Regions from separate parts of the Zea mays genome. Here region 2 is linked to region 1. The links are chromatin contacts, called in public Hi-C maps. All regions are on one chromosome and are shown on one strand. Each heading gives the region's core, a stretch centred on a gene start, on an enhancer-like site or on the middle of the called end of the contact. The rest is flanking DNA. Distances are from core to core; before and after follow the strand shown.

Evidence for each region. A called contact is a pair of places that touch in the nucleus more often than the background predicts.
Region 2: a Hi-C map of ear shows a contact between it and region 1, with 2.8 times the contacts expected there. The contact joins the promoter of LOC100274222 here to the enhancer-like site in region 1. A contact is called at or near these places in 3 of 25 Hi-C or Micro-C datasets (ear, leaf and tassel).

The regions. Positions count from the first base shown.
Region 1 is chr9:34,099,208-34,105,323 of Zm-B73-REFERENCE-NAM-5.0, reverse strand. No RefSeq gene overlaps it. Among protein-coding and RNA genes, the nearest start is that of LOC103638228, 55 kb to the left of the region's middle. Within about 2 kb of position 4,688, at least 15 of the 20 cell types and tissues checked have an H3K27ac peak or open chromatin away from gene starts, as enhancers often do. A contact at or near this core is called in ear, leaf and tassel, where this site is marked.
Region 2 is chr9:34,226,811-34,232,401 of Zm-B73-REFERENCE-NAM-5.0, reverse strand. It overlaps LOC100274222 (DNA repair protein RAD23), which reads right to left and starts at 4,063. Exons shown (of 12, transcript NM_001148593.1): 1 at 3,568-4,063; 2 at 2,966-3,127; 3 at 2,002-2,061; 4 at 1,293-1,372; 5 at 1,163-1,216. The coding sequence starts at 3,633.

The DNA.
Region 1 (6,116 bases), core at 3,439-5,938:
CGGCAACGGAAGACAGATTCGACCCCAGCTTCGGAGGAGCCCCCACGTCGCCCGGCCTCGGGCGCGGGCCCGCCACGTCAACAGGGAGCGCCATCACCACTCTACCCCGAGCCGACTCGGGCCGCAGAGAACAAGACCGGTGTCCCATCTGGCCAGCTCCGCCAGATAGGCAATGATGGCGCCTCCCAAGCTCTATGATGGCGGCGGCTCTCAGCTCTCTTACGGAAGCCGGTGGACGTCAGCAAGGACTCGACCGCTCCGACAGCTGTCCTTCCGCCAAGCTCCGTTGCTCCTCCGACAGCCACGATATCACACCAGCAGGGTGCCAAGATCTCTCCGGCTGCCACATTGGCATGTACTTAGGGCGCTAGCTCTCCCTCCGCTAGACACGTAGCACTCTGCTACACCCCCATTGTACACCTGGATCCTCTCCTTACGACTATAAAAGGAAGGACCAGGGCCTTCTTAGAGAGGGTTGGCCGCGCGGGACCGAGGACGGGACAGGCACTCTCTTGGGGCCGCTCGCTTCCCTCACCCGCGTGGACGCTTGTAACCCCCCTACTGCAAGCGCACCCGACCTGGGCGCGGGACGAACACGAAGGTCGCGGGACTTCCACCTCTCTCACGCCAGTCTCCGGCCACCTTGCCTCTCCCCCCTTCGCGCTCGCCCACACGCTCGACCCATCTGGGCTGGGGCACGCAGCACACTCACTCGTCGGCTTAGGGACCCCCCGGTCTCGAAACGCCGACACTAGTATACTCTCGGAATGAAGAAACACATGAAGATCATCTAAGACTGGTTCTACAAAAGCTTCGTGACAACCAACTGTATGCAAAATTCTCAAATTGTGATTTTTGGATAAAGGAAGTCGCTTTCCTAGGACATATTATCACAGATGGAGGAATCAAGGTAGACCCCGGTAAAATAAGTGAAATACTAAATTGGAAGCACCCAACAGATGTATCCAAGATCAGAAGTTTCCTTGGATTAACAAGACATTACAGAAGATTCATCGAAGGCTTCTCCAAGATAGTGAAACCCCTTACTTCACTGCTAGAGAAATGTAAAGAGTTTAAGTGGGATGAAGCATGTCAGAAATGTTTTGAAGAATTAAAAGAAAAGTTAACCACGACACTAGTCTTAGTAACGCCTGATATTCACAAAGGTTTTGATGTGTACTGTGATGCATCACATCTAGGACTTGGATGTGTGTTAATACTGGAAGGAAGGTAATAGCTTATGCCTCAAGGCAGTTGAGAAAGCATGAAAAGAATTACCCGACACATGATCTGGAATTAGCTGCCGTAGTGCACGCTTTGAAAATCTGGAGGCACTACATGATTGGAAACAAGTGCAAAATCTTCATAGATCATAAACGTTTGAAATACATATTCACTCAGAAAGAACTCAACCTAAGACAACGAAGATGGCTTGAGTTAATCAAAGATTACGATTTGGATATACAATATCATTCAGGAAAAGCAAATGTAGTGGCAGACACTTTAAGCCGTAAAGGTCAAGTGAACAATGTTACTACCTATTTGATGCCGCAAGAATTATGTTGGGAAATGGAGCAAGTTAATCTTGGTATGGTCAATAATACGGAAGCAATCGTTATGGAAATGGAATCTACTTTGGAACAAGAGATTCGTAAAGGACAGGAATCCGATGAGAAAATAAGGAAATTAAAACATAGATTAAATTGAGAAAAGCCTATGATTTTGCAGAAGATGAACAAGGCACAATTTGGTTTAAGAAGAGAATCTGTGTACCGAAAAATGAATATCAACGCCAACTTATTTTGAGAGAAGCTCACGATTCGGCTTATTCTATACACCCTGGACGTACTAAGATGTACCAAGATCTAAAGGAAAAATATTGGTGGTACGGTTTGAAAAGAGATGTTGCTACTTATGTTGCACTATGTGACGTATGTCAACGAGTTAAGGCAGAACATCAAAGACCAGCATGTTTGCTACAACCTCTTAAAGTACCTGAATGGAAATGGAAAGAAATTGATATGGATTTCATAGTTGGATTACCCCATACCAGTGATGGGTATGATTCCATATGGGTTATTGTAGACAGATTGACTAAGGTTACACATTTTATACCTGTGAAGACAACTTATTCAGGATCTCAGTTAGCAAAGCTGTACATGTCAAGGATTGTTTGTCTGCATGGAGTACCGAAGAAAATTGTGTCAGATTGAGGAACCCAATTTACCTCACGTTTTTGGAAAAAAGTTACATTAATCTATGGATACTAAGCTAAATTTTAGCTCAGCTTACCATCCACAGACAGATGGACAAACAGAAAGAACAAATCAAGTGTTAGAAGATATGTTAAGAGCTTGTACTTTAACGTATGGTAAAAGTTGGGATAAGAGTTTTCCCTATGCAGAGTTCTCTTATAACAGTAGTTACCAAGCAAGTCTAAAGATGGCACCATTCAAAGCACTCTATGGAAGGAAATGCAAAACACCACTATATTGGAATCAAACCGGAGAAAGTCAAGTATTTGGTCCAGAAATTCTCCAAGAAGCAGAAAAGCAAGTGCAGATTGTTAGAGAGAATCTGAAAACAACACAATCAAGGCAGAAAAGCTATGATGACAATAGAAGAAGAGAATTAATCTTTGAAGTTGGAGACTTCGTGTATCTTAAGGTTTTACAATGAGAGGAATGAGAAGATTTAAAGTTAAAGGCAAATTATCACCCCGTTATATCGGTCCATTCAAAATTTTGGAAAGGAAAGGAGAAGTGGCATATCAGTTGGAACTACCCGATAGTTTATCAGGCATGCATGACGTATTCCATGTGTCACAACTCAAGAAATGCTTAAGAGTACCAGAAGAACAGCTACGCATGGAAGAACTGAATGTTAATGAAGACTTGACTTATTTTGAGTATTCGATTATAATTTTGGAAACATCTCGCAGAATTACTCGGAGTAAAGTAATCAATATGTGCAAAGTTCAGTGGATTCATCATTCGGAAGATGAGACTACTTGGAAAAGAGAAGACGAACTCAGAATGGAATTCCCCTAGCTATTTTCAGAAGTTCCTTAATCTCGAGGACGAGATTCCTTTTAGGGGGTAGGTTTTGTAACACCTCAAATCCATCAAATTAAAAATAACACATTAATAGTTATTTAAAGACTAGTAGTGAGTAAAGAGATTTAAATCAAGTGATTGATCTCATTTACCTTAGTTTAGCGCTTAACAGAGGATGTCGCTAGCATTATAGTTTTCAAATATGTTTTTCATAACCAAACAATGTGTTTAGTTGAAAATAGGTTTTTCAAAATCAAAACTTTGTTTTGAAAATACGTATGTGATCGTATTATACTTAATCTTGCTCCGATACCAGCTGTGGCAGAACCTCCCAAGTTATTGGGCCCACATGCACCTGCCCTGTCTCAAAGATCTCAAACGGCTATGCATGTGCACTAGATAACTTAACAGGATCCGTCCGAGTGCCCCAAGGACCTCGGATAAACCACTTACAACCAGGATCGCAAAATTAAGTAAACACAAATCACACACCAACATTTTTGCAGCAGAATTTCTTTATTACAAAAGGTTACAAGTTACAACAAATTTACATTATGTTTATCGGAGTGGTTACAAGGTGATTCAAAGAAATAAACTTTGAAATGTTATAAATCATTTATAAGTTTGAAATATATGCTAGCTCAGTGACAATCCTCAATTAGAAGTATAGGAGAAGTACTTAGACTTATAAGAAGGCCGTGCCCACTGGCGCTTAACACCATCCATAGTAGCGCAATTCTAGTCAGTGGCGGAGCTTTATAAAATTAACGCCCTAGGCCACTCTATAAAACTTGTAGGTTACTTTAAAAAAACCTGTAATATATTGTGCGGCTAAATATACCGCTAAAACAAAATATACCATAAACGTAGACTAAAATAGTATTTACTTCAATTCAGCATCTAAAAATGAAATAAACTTGATTAAAACTATAAAAGTACCTAATTAGAGACGATTTGGTTCTTCCGCGCCTCTAATAACTTCATCAACGTTAGCACGTGAATTTGAACCTACACATTGCAAGTTAAATATTTGTATAAAATAAGAGATACAATATGACAATATAACTAATGAATACAAAAATGTATAAGTGAGTACAAAAATATACCACTTAAACTTTGTGGAGGTAGCTTTTTCATTCGACTCTTCAATTCTTGAAAATGGTATAAAATATCATCACTTTGAATACTTGCAAAGATATCTCTTTCTATATAGCATACCATTCTATGATTCAACCAATCATTTCTCATCTTATTTCTTAATTCTGTCTTGATGATTTTCATAGCTGAGAAGGCTCTTTCAACCGTGGCAGTTGCAACAGGCAAAATTAAGGCTAATTCAATGAGATGATAAACCAATGCAAAACTGGCATTTAACAATTTAGTATTTAGCTCGCTGTTCACTAGTAAAAAAACTAAAAAAAATGAGAAGAGCACTTACAATACAGACTGCTGATGGAAGGCACACAGTACGACAGTGGTAGACCGCAGACTAGCAGCGTGGCACCACGCGCGCCGCGCGCGCCTAGGCCCTGGCCTCGCTGCCGGAGTGTCGGCTGCCCTGCCCCTGGCGCCTGGCGGCTAGCGCCTAGTGGCCTGGCTGGCGTGCTGCGGTGCTGGCCACTGGCGTACAACCCGACAGCCGTGCCCGTGCAGGTGCGTGCTGGTGCTGCGTAGTGCGTACTGCTCGTGCTGCGTACTGCTAGTGCTGGGCGCTGGCGGGTGGCGGCTGGCCTGCTGCTCGTGCTGGCGCTCGGTCACACAGGAAAATAGAGAACGCAGAAACAATGTTAAGGTTTTTTGGTCAAAATATGTACTATATATATATATATAATTTTTGGGCTACGACCCGGGCCACGTCCTAGGTGGCCTAGGCCCAATATCCGCCCCTGATTCTAGTACCTACAACAACATGGGTTCGAAAACCATGAGTACGAAGTGTACTTTCGCAAGTCTTACCCGAAAAAAGAAAAAGACTCTCAAGGATATGCTGGCTTGAGGGAGTCAACGTAAGGCTGATCAAGCATCAAAGACTCTATTTGCAGAAATGCTTACTAATAGTGGATCCTTAAAAATCTAATTTTATTATCAGGTTAAGTAAAGTTACCTGCATCTAAAGTTCTTTCTATCCTAGTTCAAGCACTTGGCCTATACTAGCCGTCTTTTTATCAACCCTTTAGTTCACTGATTGCTACGTGTAGGGCAGTGACCAAGTCTTCATGTCCGAGAAGTAACGGCGATCCGAATCGATTAATACCCAGCTGGGGATCTCTAACCACACGATATATGTAGCACTTAACCCTTGCATATGTCAACACGCCACAGGGTTTCTCAAGACCAGACCGAGTTCACGCCAACCGAGAGCACAGATACACCACCATCCAGCCTCTTGGCACGGAGGGTACACGCTACTCTCGCCATCTCTCCACTCCCATTGCGTGTTGGCCTCTCTGGTATTGGTCTGCCCGAGGCAAAGCTTACGACGAGGCATGTGGCCAGTTAAAAGGTCCTCAATCAGCAAGCCTACATCGGCACGGTCCTTAAGCGACTCAGACGGAGACACTACACCGAGACTTCCTTCTCGTGCAAGTCACCCGCCCGGTCTCAGCTTTATCATTTAAAACCCAAAGTTTGGTACCTGACAGAGGTACATCTTTTCAGATGTTGAACCCATCATGGCCATGATGAATCCACCATCACAAGTTTTTCTTTGTAAAAATTCCCATCCACTGTGAAGCATCACCTTTTGTTTTAAAACAAAACATTTTATTTTTCTAAGCAAGGCTAAGCATCAAAAAATCATTTTCATAAAAGGGTATCAAGGAAGGATAATCAATTTTCCAAGGAAGGAAATGTATCAACTGTTTAGCACACAACTCCTATCACCTAATGCATCATATAAGGTGATAAAGATTTTAAAACAGCAAGGAGGTGGCAAATGCACTGGGGCTTGCCTGGAATAAACACTACGTTAGTGTTTGTTAGGTGGAGACCACTTGACGACCATCCTTTGTCTTGGTACTCGTTCAAATTATCCGTCTTTAGGTTCGTCCATCAGCATCA
Region 2 (5,591 bases), core at 2,814-5,313, 130 kb before region 1:
ATGTTTTCAAGTCGTCTAGTCGAACCTAGTCGTATAGCTACCGACCAGTCGACTAGTCACGATTAGTCGTCGACCAGATCGACTAAGCATACATCTAATCAAACAGAGGGAACACACCGCAAGGGAAGCAGAGAAGCAAAAAAATCACACTCACCATCAAGGGTGAGCACTAGAACTTACAGTCAGAGGGGGGAGGGAGCTACAGCAAGACAGACACACGCCTAGAACTTGTAGGCGAGGGGTGACGGTGGTGCTCTATCTTCGGCTAAGGGCGGCATGGCGTCTTCAATGTCCTTGTGCGACGGTTGCGGCTGCATCCTTGTGCGGCGGCTGCAGAGACGAACGGCGGTTGTGTCCTTGTGCGGCTACGGCAGTCACGGCCTTCTACGGTATCGACAGTTGTGTGGCTTTGAGCAACGGCGGCGACTACGCTCTTGGCGAAGGACTGTGGGAGCGCGAGCAGCAAGCTTTTGTCTTGTGATGCAGCAGCCCAGCTACAAAAGCCCATCTACAAAAACACGTCTAATCTGATCGTCCCAGTTCAAATCGGACGATTAGTCGTTCAAATCGGACGATTAGTCGTGACTAATCATCGACTAATCGGCCAACTAGTTTTCTGGTCAGTCTAATCGCATTAGTGGGTCTGGTCAAATTTAGTCTACCGATTAGGCCGACTAATCGGGATTAGTCAGACGACTTGAAAACACTTTTTGTATCTCTCAAATGGTGGTGTGATGTCTCCATTTGAAATGCTGTCTGGCATACTATAGTAACTTTATCTATAGATGACAAGTTTTCCAAAAATATGAAAAAGATATGATTTTAGATGCCTTTTTAAAGTTTTTCACCAGATATGCTCCTTTTATATAAATACTTGTCGTCACAAGGTTATAATGTTCTATTTTCAATTATGCCATCCACATCGTGCACACCCAACCAAAATATAAATGTCCAACATGCACGGGCTTATAGAATGGTAGTCTATTAGATCCTAGTTTATAAAAGATCATTAATGAAGCTAATGATATAATTCTCTGATCAGTCTTCCACAAACATAAGAAAACAACACAGAAGTGGGATAAAATCTTGTTCTTTATTTCTAAAACCAAAAGATTAAATGGATATATTTCAAAGGAGTCATTATAAAGGTTCTAGAGCTTACGTAGCAGCAACCGTAGCAGCTGGAGCAGCCTGAGGTTGGACACTTGGAGGTGCCCTGTGTAAGACAATAACAATGGCATAAGAGAAACCATAGGGTTACCACAAAAGATGAAGGGGGGAAGATGGCTCACGTTTCAGCTGTGGCAACAGGAGCCTGTGTTGGTGTTCTTGCAACTGATGCAGCAGGGGCCACAGGGGCAGCAGGTTGGGCCTATTGCAAAGTTAAATGGCATATCAAAATATCAGAAAACAGTTGGTAATAATAATGCCAAAACAAAAATACAAGATATTATTTCATCATGAGTAATTGAGTTTCATGCACCATATACTTGTTATTTTGTATGTACAAACAGCGTAAATTGATTATGATGAGACAAGTACCAAAAAGGGATTAAATTTGATCATTGCTCCCACTTTTTTGCCTTCATGTACATTAGGTGATTGAAATCATAAAAAAAAGGGGGCAAACCAATGCCGGAGGCTCCCACATGAGTGGGGTCTAGGAAAGGGATAAACCGAGGCAAGCTTTCCCCCTGCAAATGCGGAGAGGCTGCTTTGAACCCTCGACCTGGTGACTCATTGAGACAGCGACAGCTATCAACACTGCACCAGGCCTGTCATTCTAAATCTGCTAATTCATATCCCAAAGTACACCAATAAACATGGATGAGTCCTATGACACATGTGAACACTAATGACATGCCAATTCATATCCCACACAAGACAGACAAGATTTGGAATGCAATTCATTTTTACAACACAAGTACTTCTACATTGCAACCCCGAAGAAGAACACTAGCGAAATACGAAAATAACTACATCAACTATGCCAAAACTAACCAGAGTTGCAGGAGCTTTTGCAGTAGTAGCGGTAGAAGCTCCACTCGATGATGCCTTAGCCTAGCAAAAAATCATGTCATGCATGTCAGATTAGATAGAACATAAAGATTAGAAGCTAATAGCAGCTTAACCAAATAAATCAGTGTCAACTGTAGCTGAAGTTAAAAATTGGAAAATATATAACGGGTCATGGAAGCTGTTAAAAGACATCTTCACACGAAATCGACATAACTCTGAACGTTGTATTTTCGTTTTTGTGAAGTAATTAAATTTAGGTCAGTCACAAAGAGGGGAAAACCCCACAAAACCCAATACGAAGCATTCAATATCTTATGTTGTCATTATCACCTTGAAAGCAATCAATTCATCGACCAAGCAAGTAAAGGTTGAGTTTTATTTAAAATGCACTAAGCAGTTGACAATGTAGCCATTGTATTTCACAAAAGAGCAGTAAAAATGGAGAGTAAATACGAAGAAACTGGAAAAGAAAAGAGATGAAATAATTCAAATCCAAATCTGTGTTATGTTGAATCTGAGACTTCCATTCTGGAAGACTAATCACTTGGTCATACAGAGTTGAGGAAATCAAATAACAATTTGCAAGATATTCAAAGAAATAATTTACAATTTACATGGAAATCATCAAAGAAATCAGTCACAATGCCAATTCTCAGGCAAATGACTGCACCATCCAGAGCACTAGCAGAAGTAACAAGACAACTATCTACTGTAGATAACTTATGAGCATCATAATTCATAAGGCAAACTACTAATATTTTACTAGCAATCCATACATGTAACAATAACAGCTGAAGTAAAGTAAGATATGAAAGTGAAATTAATGCAACCAACCCAAAACACTCAAAATATGGCACGACTTGCAGGCAAACCAATCACAGTTTCCAGTTAAGAACCAGATTATTGAACACATCACTGATGGGATAAGACAGAGAGCACCAAATACCTTGGACAACATTATAACAAGGAAGCTGTTCTCAGCAACTCCGTTGCTTTCCAAAGTGGTTTCATCCTTGAGAATTTTCCCTTGGTATATGAGCATTTGCTGGTCCGCCCGGTAGGTACTCTGACCTTGAGTGGTCTCAATGATCCTCTTCACATCAGCAACCTGAAAATTACAAGCAGTGAGTAGGCTGCACGACTAGAGACGTTGCCGAGCAACATAAATAGAACACCACGACATGCTGAATCATCCGTCTGTACAGCAACCGCGCCGCATTACTGTGATAATTACGACGAACACACGCAACCACAAACCCCAAACTCCAACCAACGACAAACCCTAGACTATGTCCCGTGTGAGAAACTGAAGTTCAAAATGCAGAAAACCAGAGAGCAACGGGCTCCCACCATCCGCCGGCTGGACGCCCCCAAAATAAAAACCCTAGATTCATATCAAAGCCCCCTGCGCTACCAGCGGCCGGCAGCGCAATCGCTGCACCAGATAACCGCGAAATCGTACCGAGCCGCACCCGAATCCAGGGAAACGGTCAAAAATTGCACGGAATCGATCGGATTGAAGTGAGAAGGACGGGAAGGGGGCCGTACCGATGCATCGGGGCTCGCCTCGATCTCGAAGTTGGTGCCCTTGAGGGTCTTGACGTTAAGCTTCATCTCGCCCGACGCCGCCTCGGTCCTTGAACTCTCCCTCCTCACGCTGCCTGACTGAGGTTCGAGTTGGGGACTGGCGAGGGTTTCGTCGCCTCGCCTTGGGGGTTCGACCTCGCGAGGGCGCACGGGGAAGAGTAATTATAGGCGAAAAAAAATCCGGAGGCTACAAAAGAGAAATCAGCGCCTGGCGGCTGGCTCTCAGGGTCGACCTAGATATTCTCGCTGTCCCGTGGGACCGTGCCTGATTGATCCTGGCGTCAGTGAAAGGGGCGGGTGATTGGATCGGAAGGCGTGGAGAGTGGTGGCGAGGTTGTGGGTGGATCTAGCTGCACTGTCACGCACACGCGGGTGTTTTGAGGCGGTTGCGCTGTGCGCTGGCCGCTGGCTGAGGGGATAGATGTAAACGGAAGTGTGCCCGGTTGGGAAAAAAAAGTTGCCCACACCAATACACGGTTAGGCTGGCTCGACCGACTTTGAGCTGTTTTGTTAAGCTAATATTAGCCAGATGAGCGTACATTGCTACGGTTTCTATATATATATGTCGATGTTTCGACCCCGGGGTTCCTGTACGAAACACGAAGGGAGGCAAAAAGGGGAGACAGGCAAAAGGGGAAACTCGCGGCCTTCGTGTTGCCCTGCGCCTAGGTCGGGTATGCTTGCAGTAGGGGGTTACAAGCGTCCGCGTGGGAGAGAGCGAGAGACTTTACGCGTCGTCCCGTTCCCCCGCGCGGCCAACCTTCTTGTAAGAGAGCCCTGGACCTTCCTTTTATAGGCGTAAGGAGAGGGTCAAGATGTACAATGGGGGTGTAGCAGTGTGCTAACGTGTCTAGCAGAGAGGAGCTAGTGCCCTAAATACATGTCGTCGTGGCAGCCGGAGAGGTCTTGGCACCCTGTTCATGTGATGTCGTGGTCGTCGAAGGAGCGCTGGAGCCTTGCGGAAGGACAGTTGTCGGGGCTGTCGAGTCCTTGCTGACGTCTCCTTGCTTCCGTAAGGGGCTGAGAGCCGCCGTCGTCACGGAGCACGCGGGGCGCCATCATTATTTGTTTACCGGGGCGAGCCAGGTGGGACGTCGGTCTTGTTCCCCGTAGCCTGAGCTAGCTAGGGGTAGGGTAATGATGGCCCCCCTGTGACGTGGTCGGTCCGAGCCCTGGGCGAGGCGGAGGCTCCTCCGAGGTCGAGTCTGTCTTCCGAGGTCGAGGTCGAGTCCGAGCCCCGGGTCGGGCGAGGCGGAGACCATCGTCTGAGGCCGAGGCCGAGTCCGAGCCCTGGGGTCGGCGAGGCGGAGTTCGTCGTCTTCCGGGGCCGAGTCCGAGCCCTGGGGTCGGGCGAGGCGGAGTTCGTCGTCTTCCGGGGCCGAGGCCGAGTCCGAGCCCTGGGGTCGGGCGAGGCGGAGTTCGTCGTCTTTCGGGGCCGAGGCCGAGTCAGAGCCCTGGGGTCGGGCGAGGCGGAGCTTCCTATGGCGCCCGAGGTCGGACTTGGCTGCTGTCCGCCTCACTCTGTCGAGTGGCACAGCAGTCGGAGCGGCGCAGGCGGCGCTGTCTTCTTGTCAGGCCGGTCAGTGGAGCGGCGAAGTGACTGCGGTCACTTCGGCTCTGTCGACTGAAAGGTGCGCGTCAGGATAAGGTGTCAGGCCATCCTTGCATTAAATGCTCCTGCGATACGGTCGGTCGGTGTGGCGATCCGGCCAAGGTTGCTTCTCGGCGAAGACTGGGCCTCGGGCGAACCGAAGGTGTGTCCGTTGCTTGAGGGGGTCCTCGGGCGAGACGTGGATCCTCCGGGGTCGGTTGCCCTTGCCCGAGGCTGGGCTTGGGCGAGGCGAGATCGTGTCCCTTGAGTGGACCGAGCCTTGACTTAATCGCACCCATCAGGCCTTTGCAGCTTTGTGCTGATGGGGGTTACTAGCTGAGATTAGGAGTCTTGGGGTACCCCTAATTATGGTCCCCGACAGTAGCCCCCGAGC